Regions from separate parts of the Macaca mulatta genome. Here region 2 is linked to region 1. Evidence: chromatin contacts called from public Hi-C data. All regions are on one chromosome and are shown on one strand. The core of a region is the stretch at or near the end of the contact, and the rest is flanking DNA. Distances in the headings are between cores, read along the strand shown.

Region 1 (4,848 bases), core at 1,523-4,022:
TGTGAGTATTAGACTCAACATTGTCTCCCTTCATGCCGGAAGACTAATAGCAACAATCCCAACAGTGAAAATATGAATGCACAAATGCCACTGCTTAGATCACTGCAGCTTCTAGGACCCAGTTTCTTTTACTGATTTAAAAACAAAACAATCAAAAAAAAAACAAAATTAAAAAGTTTGCCTGACGTGAATCTTGATGTTTTTGAATAAGTAGCCACCAGAGTCCTGTAGAAAACAGACATTAGACCCTTGGTGTAGCTTCTGTTCAACTTTATATCATGGGAACAGATGGGTCTGATTTTTTTGCCGTCATCTCGATTTGCTCATATGCAGGGTCCCCGGCCAGCGGACTGAAGGCTTTGTCTGTGATGACAAGGCTCAGCTCAGGGGATGGGGGGAGGGCATTTTCATTTTCACGCTTGTTGTTTGAGGTTTTGGTCCCTCGGAAAAGAGGCCATTTATCTTTGTAAATACAAAACATTTTTGCCTTCTCCAGTTTTCTGTTAATGGTGAAAGAATGGAAGTGAATTAAGTTTTACTGATTTCTGAGACACTAAAAATATAAATAAATAAATAAAAACCCAATAGTTCTATATGCAGCACTCTTCTGCCCAGGCAGTGTTCTAAATGTTTGATTTATACTTCAAAGCCCTATCTAATGCAATTATTGAGGTACAAATAATTTAAAATTCTGTTGAATCATTATTGAAAGGTTATTGTTAACCAGCTAGGAATTCCCTGGGACAATTTTAATCCATTCTTCTTCTGGCTATGGATTGATGCCATCCAGGAAGAGCCATTCTGAATCCTGAAAGCCTAGCCCGGACTTCTAGGTCAGCATGAATGATTCCAGGGATCTCTTAATTAGGTGGCACTCCTTTCTCCCACACAGTCCTGGGATACAGAGTCAGTAGAATTCTGGGACGTGTGTTGGGTAGAGGGTGGGAATTAATCAGGTTGTATGTGAATATGCAGTATCATGGGGGAAAGTGATTTCGAAAATTGTTTTCTATATTAATGCACTACAATTCTAGGGTAAATACTACTATTTTCATCTGCATTTTTAGATCAGAGAACTGAAGTTTTGGAAACTGAGCTATGCCCACATAGTTTATAAGTGGAGGAGCTAGGATTTGAACTCAGGCAGTATGGCTCCACTTGGATGTCTCTCTCATCTTTGACACCCATGGGCAAACCATGCATTTACCTTGTTTATTTGTGCATTTGTCCTTGGATTATTATCCAGGACCAAACCACCAGTGTTCTTCAAGTGTTCTCATAATGGTGGAGAGATTTATTATTGATTTAGACAACAAAAGAAGATAATTGTTTCTCTGAAAGAAGACGGAACAGAGGAAGAAATGGCCACCTTCCTATTACTCATACCTGAATGGAACTTCAGGAGGGCTGCTAGCATTGGTGAGAAGTGACTCAGAAAGTCTATAAAAGCCAGCCTGCTGTTTGAGAGGAGTCATGAACCTGTCATTGGTTGACCAAAGTTAGCAGTCAGACTCGTCGATATTCCTGCAGCATGAGAAATCCAGCAAGGTTGCAGAATGCTAACCAGGTAATTATTTCTGTGCTAGGGCTATTCTTGTTTCCTTTCTTTGCCTGCAAAAGGTAAATGAAATTACCTTGTTGTTTCTTTTATTCCTCATGTTCTCTTACTGTTAGGCTCTTTCGTTCTATTCTTTCCCTGCTGTTAGCAAGATGAAAAAGGCGTCATATTCCAAGGCTTTCTGTTGACCTATGGGACTTAAAAGTCTCCCACGAGGGAAAGAAAGCATCCTTGAAATAAATGTGGATTCACGAAATACCTCAGGCTTGTGGAGGAAACAAATGACTCGGTTCTTTTCAACTCACAGCACTCAGCAGGCAGAAAAGCAGCAATTTGAGATTTCAGTGAGTCTTGGAGTCTCACAAGATAATGCTGAAAGTCGGCAGTCAAAGATACTAGTGAAGAATCAGTGCTGCAAGTTTAAAATGTTCTTACTTCCCAGGGTTTGAAAAAATAGGACAGCCACAAGCTTATTAAATTCAGTGGAATTTCTTTTTGATTTATCAATTTGGGGGGATTTTCCTTGTTTTTCCTCTTTTGATTTGGCAAAGAGACATCACTGATGACTCATATTCCTAAAGAGCTCCAGAGAAATGAAAATGTCAAGCTGTAAGGGAGAAGCAGCATGTCATAGAGCAGAGATCATCAGCTTGGAAGGAAGACAGATTTAAGTTTGAAGTGCAGATTGAGCAGTTAATTTTATCTTATTAGGAGAATCATTTAATACCTTTGTTTTTCCTGAATTAGTACACTAGATTCCTAGCTTGTTTTTCTTCATCCACTGTTACCTGCCACACTTACAATTACATCTAACATGAATTACAAATTCCTCACTATGGACTATGAGGGTCTACGTCTCTCGCCTTATTCCTGATTAATCTACCTTCTTCCTCATTCTCTTCCAGCCACACCAGCTTCCTTGTTGTTCTTTACATATACCAAACATGGATACACCTTGGGACCATAGACTTATTGTTTCCTCAGCCTGAAGTCTTCACTGGGCTTGCTTATTCCCTGCATTCAGTTCTCTTCTCAAATTCATCTTTTAAGAGCAGGCTTCCCTAAACTAATGGTCTGAAAAAGCACCCCTTGTCATTCTTGATTCCCTTATTTTGCTTTATTTTTCCTCTCAGTTCTTATCTACATCTGATGCTATATTGGCTTACACGTCTGCCAGTCTCTCTCCACCACAGTGTAAACTCCATATGGGCATAATCTGTTTTTGTTCACCACTCTATCCCTAGTGTCTGGAGCAGTGCCTGGGCCATAAAAGGCACACAATAATTATTTATTGGATGTGTCTTGGTTTCTTTCTTTTTAAAGAAAAAAAAAAACCTCTTTGCAGTATTTGTGAAGCTTATAAATAATGCATTAAATGGATCTCAAAATCCCCTAGTGCATCGAGGCATAATCCGCCTGTGCCTCATTCTTTATCAATTGCGTGTACTCTGGTGGACTTCCAACTTTCAATGTATGGCACTCTTTTCCTGAGGGCTATTTCTGAAGACTTGGAAGGACAGAAGTACCTGAGATATAACACTGCCTTCCCAGAAGGCCTCAAACTCTGACTCTCAAGTGTTGGTGCCTAAATATCCCAGTGCTCTTGCTCCTCAGGATAACGCTGAGATGTGTTTTGCACCCTTCCCAGAACTTCTCCGTAGGATTAAGGTCCAGCCAATCACAGTGGTAGCTAGCTACATGACATCTCCTTTATTGGGTGCCTTGTTTCAGGGGTTTTCCCCTGAAAATAATTGCATTGAATCACTGTCTCAGGATCTGCTTCTGGGGGATCCCAAGTGGAGATGTTTAAAGGGTGGCAGTTATTAATATATAATAACTTTTTATAACTCTCAAGAGAAGGTCAAATCTTTTCGTATCAATTTTCTGTATCTAAATAAATGTATATAATTGTATACTTCTTAATAATTATTAAAAATAAAGGTGTATTTCTGTGATATTTAGCTCATTCCTTAATATCTTACAGCAGTGCAGTCCTCATCTCTGTGTTACATATTTGTTTTCTTTTGTCCTCTTCACAATGATTAAGCTTGTTGATTATTTATATCTGGAATATCTATTTGATTCTCAAACAGGCCTTGTCCCAAAACAGTATATATTTAAGGGTGGGGATCAGGCATTGATACCCTAAACAATTTATCCAATGATCTCCTGTGCACCTAATATAGCAAACTCTGGTAAATGTTTCATAAGTTCTCCCTTTTTCTCAATTTCACTAGCTTTCTCCAGAGTGCTCTGCAATTCTGTATCATCATGGAGTTTTATTTTCATCTTGAATGTCTTTCTTCCCTGTGTTGTTAGAATTTGCTTATGGGTGTTCAGAGTTTTAAATTTAGCAACTTAAACAACATTTTACTCATTTAAATTTTTACACCTGAAGAGTTTGTAAACCAATAAATGATTAATTTCAAAGGATGCATGTGAAAAATATTTAAAGTTAATTTATAGTCATTTTAACCTTCATTTAAAAATATTAAGCATTAATACAGAGTATTGGTACAAGGATAGAAAAATAGGTTGACAGCATAGAATAGAGTCCAGAAACAAATCAATGTGATATTTGACAAAGGTGCGAAGACAAAGCAGCAGAGAAGGAAGAGTCTTTTCAACAAATGGTGCAGGAAAAATTGAATATTCATATTTAAAAATTATATCAACTTTGATTTATACCTTGCACCAAACATAAAAAATCAGCTGAAAATGAATCATAAACCTAAATATAAAAACTAAAACTATAAAACTTCCAGAAGAAAACATTGGATAAAAACTTTGTGGCCTGGGGTTAGGCAAAAGTGTCATAGATACACACTAAAAGTATGATCCATAAACAAAAATTAGTAAGTTGTACTTCACCAAAATTTAAAATGTCTGCTTTTCAAAAAACATCACCAGGACAATGAAAAGACAAGTCACATACTTGAATTGAATATTAAAAATATATAGCAAATAAATGACTTATCCAGAATATATAACAAATTTTTATAACTCAGTAATATGACAAATTAATACAAAAATTGGGCAAAATAATGTTCAAGAATCAATTCTTATGAATGACCACCATCTATCTTCACCTGTCAGTGTCAATATCATCATGTCTAGATTAATTATTGTGGTTTTCATGTGGCACCCTCTTCTGGGAGGCCTCAGAAAGCTTCCTATCATGTTGGAAGGCACCAACCAATCAACCAAACAAGCAAAAAGATCCACCTCAAACCCATATCTTGTATCTTACACAACTGTTAACTCAAAATGTACTATAGACATAAAAGAAA
Region 2 (4,848 bases), core at 1,254-3,753, 150 kb before region 1:
TTCTGGTCCCAAGCATTTCAGATAAGGGATACTCAACTTATATATGTCATTATATATTTAGTTATCTAATATAAATTTGTGACAGTATTCATTATAGATCATCATTTTCTTTATATATATGTTGGTTTTTGGAGTCCATTTAGAGTAACCATTATTTTTCCATATTTAAATGAGAAGGAAAGAACATTTGTTCTTAATTTGGAATCTGGTAACTTGAGGCTTTACTAAGTTACCCGAGAGTTGATAAGGCTACTTACATGTTGTGTGTGTATGTGTGTGTGTGTGTTTGTGTACATACCCAGTGTAATTCAGAAATTGTTTAGACTACTTACTATATGCCGTCTCCTGCTCAACCTGGAGACTTAAAGAAGAGGTGCCTGTGCTTTTTTGTAAATACTTTAAGGACTGAACTGTCTCAAGTTCAGCATTCTTGGAACCTCTCCTCAGAGTGTTGTAAAATTTCAGTAACTACATGTAGAGTAAAAATTTAATGGAATAATATATTTTTTTTTTTTTTTTGAGACAGGGTCTCACTTCTTTGCCCAGGCTAGAGTACAGTGGTACAATCATGGCTTACTGCAGCCTCGACTTCCTGGGCTCAGGTGGTTCTCCCACCTCAGCCTCCCAAGTAGCTGGGACTACAGGCATGTGCCACCACACCCGGCTAGTTTTGTATTTTTTGTAGAAATGGGGTTTGGCCATGTTTCCCAGGCTGGTCTTGAACTCTTGAGCTCAAGCAATCCAGCCACCATGGCCTCCCAAAGTGCTGGGATTACAGGTGTGAGTCACTGTGCCCAGCCCAGAATAAATCTTTTATTAAGTGCTAGTAAAAATGAGGAAGGATGAATATTTCTACATTAGAATTGTTGTTTAAACTAGCACAGCCACTTTGAAGAGCAATTTCTGATCATCTCATTATTCTAAAATATTGATTCCCCTACCTGCAGCAGTTCTACTTCTGATTATACTCTCTGAAAACAGGAGTCAACACGAGAATGGTGTTGAGTAAAAAAAGTATGTTGTATGTTGTATCATAGTATGTACTCAATGGCAGCATTTTTGTGTATGTGTATGTCTATACAGTTTTAAGTACAAAGCATTGTCTAGAAGGATGCACACAAAAATCATGATGAGTTGCCTTTGGGGCAGTAGAAAGGAAAATGGAATAAAGTAAACAAGGGAAATGTTCTCTTTATTTAACAAAAATCAGAAACAAGAAAATAACACTAAAATTCTGAAACTATAAATCTTATATGTATAGAATGGTGTATATATAATAAGTACTTTATATAATTTGGCATGTGTAAATAATGTGGTAATCGCTGTCCAACTGAAGAAAAATGATCTTGCCTTCTCCAAAAGAAAACTTTAAAGGAAAAGATAGCGTTGATTCTAAGTGAACTTGATATAGTGAGTTTAAAGTTAGGGAACAGGACGTTAATTGTATGTATCGTGAAGCTTCATGTGTGACTAATTTGAGTTGACCAGAGTCACTGTAGATCCCAGGACTAAAAGATAAAGATAGGAGAGACATTACAGAGCTTGTGCATGTTAAGATGGACAGGCAGAAGAATTCCAGGAGTTCAGTAAGAAATTAGCAGAAGTCAGAGAAAAATAGATTGTAAATGAGAACTCCAAAGCCTTGCAGCATCCCAGGGCCTTTTAATGATGCCCAAATGGCCCCCATTCTAACTCTGCTTTAACTACTTTCTCAGCCACGATTTTTGTTTTGTTTTTTGGTCCATTGAGGGCTTTCCCCTTTGAGTTCACATTTCAGATTTTCTAGATGAGTCCATTGAGGAAGAAAAATGATTTATTATTTAGAAATTTTACCATAAGCTTTGCCATAGATATGTCACCAATGAGGAATAGTCATACTTCAAGGTCTATTAGCTAACTAGTAAACCGTAAATGTCAAACATAAGTGATGATGATTATGCAGTTTATATGTGGTCACAAGTTTGATTTGGTATGTAACGACAAGATGCAAGGGGAAAGCCTTAGTGTAAAGATGAGAGGCTATAAAAAGGGAACCCAAGTTCCCATCCTCTTGCTGCCCCTTCACAGCGATGACATGACCTTGGCTAAGTCCCTTAACTTCACTGAATATGAATAATGATTCCCATTCTATGAGGTTTTGCTGAGAATGGGAACATATATGCAGCTACTGTCAGCTCCTGGAACCCAGAACATGCCCAATAAATGGTAACTAATAATTTAGGGTTTTAACAGAAGGATTAAACTTAAGCACTAAGTGGTTAGGATTTGCAGATGATTTAAAAGCAGCATTGATATGTCCCCTGAGTGGAATTCTTATTAGCGTATTCATTTTCCACCTCCCTCCCCTCCCCCATTCATTGTAGACTACTTGCATGTCACTTTTTTTCCCCCCATTATGTGTTTCCATAGTCTGTGATTGTGAAAAGTGTTGAGCGAAATGCCTTAAATATGTATGAAGCAAGGAAATGTCTCCTCGGACTTGAAAGCAGTGGGGTTACCATAGCAACCAGTCCATCCCCAGCATCCTGCCCTGCCGGCCTGGCATGTCCCAGCCTGGATATCTTAGCTTCAGCAGGCCTTGGACTCACTGGACTAGGTATACAATTTATTATTACAGCACGTCTCAGTCACTGGGGAAATGCTTATCTGGTTCCCTTTCTTTCTACCATTTGGGTCTACATTTAAAGGCTATTTTTTTTTTCCTTCGGACTCAAAGATCAGGTGAAAAGCCATACAGCCTGAATCAATCTATTTTGGGGTTTCTTAGTCTCTGTGGATTTATTACCCAGATTCTTCTCATGTTTGCATAAATAATCAAGGTCTGACTATTTTATTTTCAGTGGCTGTGATGGTTCTAAATTAAGAATGCCATTGAGATTGAAGTAAGCATGCTGACTGTAATTTATGTTTGTTCTCTCTTGCATTTGCAATATTGCCGTCCGTCCCTAGAGATAAAGATTATCCAGTTTGCTTTTTAAAAAGTAATTGCAAATCTGTATGAGGGGTGGGGAGGGGGGTGAAAATAAGCAGAACCTGTATCTCCAGTGGTTAGACCTGCCTTACCCAGACACAAAGGAAATCTAGTCTGAGGTCAGACCTGTATTTCTGTCTAACGTGAGGAATAGAAAATAGAAGAATGAACAAACATCATCATCTCAGAGCTTTAGTTAAGAAAGCAGAATGAGCTGCTTAATAGTCATGGTGATATTTACGTCCTCATCTATGGACTGCTATTTTATAGGCTGAAGTTAGTTGCTGTATTACAGTTTTGCTAGATTCCCTTCTTTCTTGCACATTTCTCAGTTGCATTTGTTTTCCTTAATCAGTACTCCTAGCAAATCACCCTGGGGCATTCAGTGTTGATTTGAGACAAAAAAGAATACTCTCAGCTGTCTTTAACATTTTTTTTTTCTAATAGCTATTCTTGCTTTTAACTTTTAAGAAATTTAATACTCTTATATGATTGATTTTCCAAGTAGCCCTGCCTAGACATCATTAAAGAAAGTTTTGTTTTTTTTTTATCTTGGCCCCTAATCTACCAAAGTTGTTCCTTCCACTGGGACCTGAACAGACATAATAACATAGCAATGACTGTGAGTCAGGAAATGCCAATTAGGTAACTTAGCAGGAACCGAGTTCATCTTGCACTAGAGAGAAAACAAGTGAGCAAAGATTCAGTGACAGAGTTTTTAAAATGTTTTCATTATTATACCTATCCTGTTATACTTTATGCTTTATATGTATTCCTGGAAACTTGTATACAAATCCACATTTCATTCCAGAACATATTTTAAATGCCTAAAGGAAAATTTCATTATTTAAATCAAGCATTGACTCCTTACAACAACAAAAAAACCAGCATTTTTTTCTGAGAAAATTTTCATCATTGAGATGGGGCCCAGAGAATTCATGTATATGTTTTGAGATACATTTAGGAACTGTTCTGATAGCCTACCCTATCTGTAACGGGGACAAATAGGAAATCTATCCTACCACAGGAAAGCATTCCCTAGTTGCTGCTACATGTGAGTAGTTTGAAAAGGGTTTGTAAGCGGATGACAAATGAGTTATGCAGAAGAATGAAAATGAGCCTCCACTTGAGCAGAATTTTGTTCATCCTGGGTAGCTGACATGAATGCAAAGCACCTGGTAATGTTCAGTGACCCTAACTGCCATCCTGGTCTGGGCACATCTATCTTCCATTTTCTGATAGCAACTGTTTGTGGATAAGCTGCTTCCTCTCTTGGAGCTCTATGATGCAAAATTCATGTGAATATTTGAAAGAAAATCTGTCATCCATATTTTGTATTTAGAAAATATCAGATTATATCATTGTGCATTACTAATGGCAATATTCATGCCATGTCTATTTTAAAATCTTAAATTTATGTGAATTGACTTTATATATTCATTTATTACAGGTCTTTTGGGACCCACCACCTTATCTCTGAACACTTCAACAACCCCAAACTCACTCTTGAATGCTCTTAATAGCTCAGTCAGTCCTTTGCAAAGTCCAAGTTCTGGTACACCTAGCCCCACATTATGGGCCCCCCCACTTGCTAATACTTCAAGTGCCACAGGTCAGTATCATTTAAGTATATTCCAAGGTGTGTATTCTTAGGTGTTACCAGTCTTTTAAATAAAATTTACTAATGACTCAGTTTTCTTAGGGCAAAATTAGAGTTCAAAGCACACTCCATTGAAACAGAAATTCCCTGATACGTCAATTAGTTAAAATGAAGCGCAGCAAAGCAGTTTGAGTTTTTCATACAAGTGAAATACCATCTTCAGATGTGATAAGCAGACCTGGTAGTTAGGTTCTAGTTGGAGTAACTTGCTGGTAGT

What was found. Hi-C and Micro-C count contacts between places; a contact is called where the count stands out from the background.
Region 2: a contact with region 1 is called in a Hi-C map of fetal cortex germinal zone, with 2.9 times the contacts expected there. The contact joins two enhancer-like sites. A contact is called at or near these places in 2 of 14 Hi-C or Micro-C datasets (fetal cortex germinal zone and fibroblasts).

What each region holds. Positions count from the first base shown.
Region 1 is chr9:90,897,290-90,902,137 of T2T-MMU8v2.0, reverse strand. No RefSeq gene overlaps it. Among named protein-coding and RNA genes, the nearest start is that of PHYHIPL, 260 kb to the right of the region's middle. Within about 2 kb of position 2,772, at least 5 of the 40 cell types and tissues checked have an H3K27ac peak or open chromatin away from gene starts, as enhancers often do. A contact at or near this core is called in fetal cortex germinal zone, where this site is marked.
Region 2 is chr9:91,049,731-91,054,578 of T2T-MMU8v2.0, reverse strand. BICC1 (BicC family RNA binding protein 1) reads left to right here. Exons shown (of 21, transcript XM_077946728.1): 10 at 2,410-2,596; 11 at 4,422-4,583. Among named protein-coding and RNA genes, the nearest start is that of BICC1, 300 kb to the left of the region's middle. Within about 2 kb of position 2,503, at least 13 of the 40 cell types and tissues checked have an H3K27ac peak or open chromatin away from gene starts, as enhancers often do. A contact at or near this core is called in fetal cortex germinal zone, where this site is marked.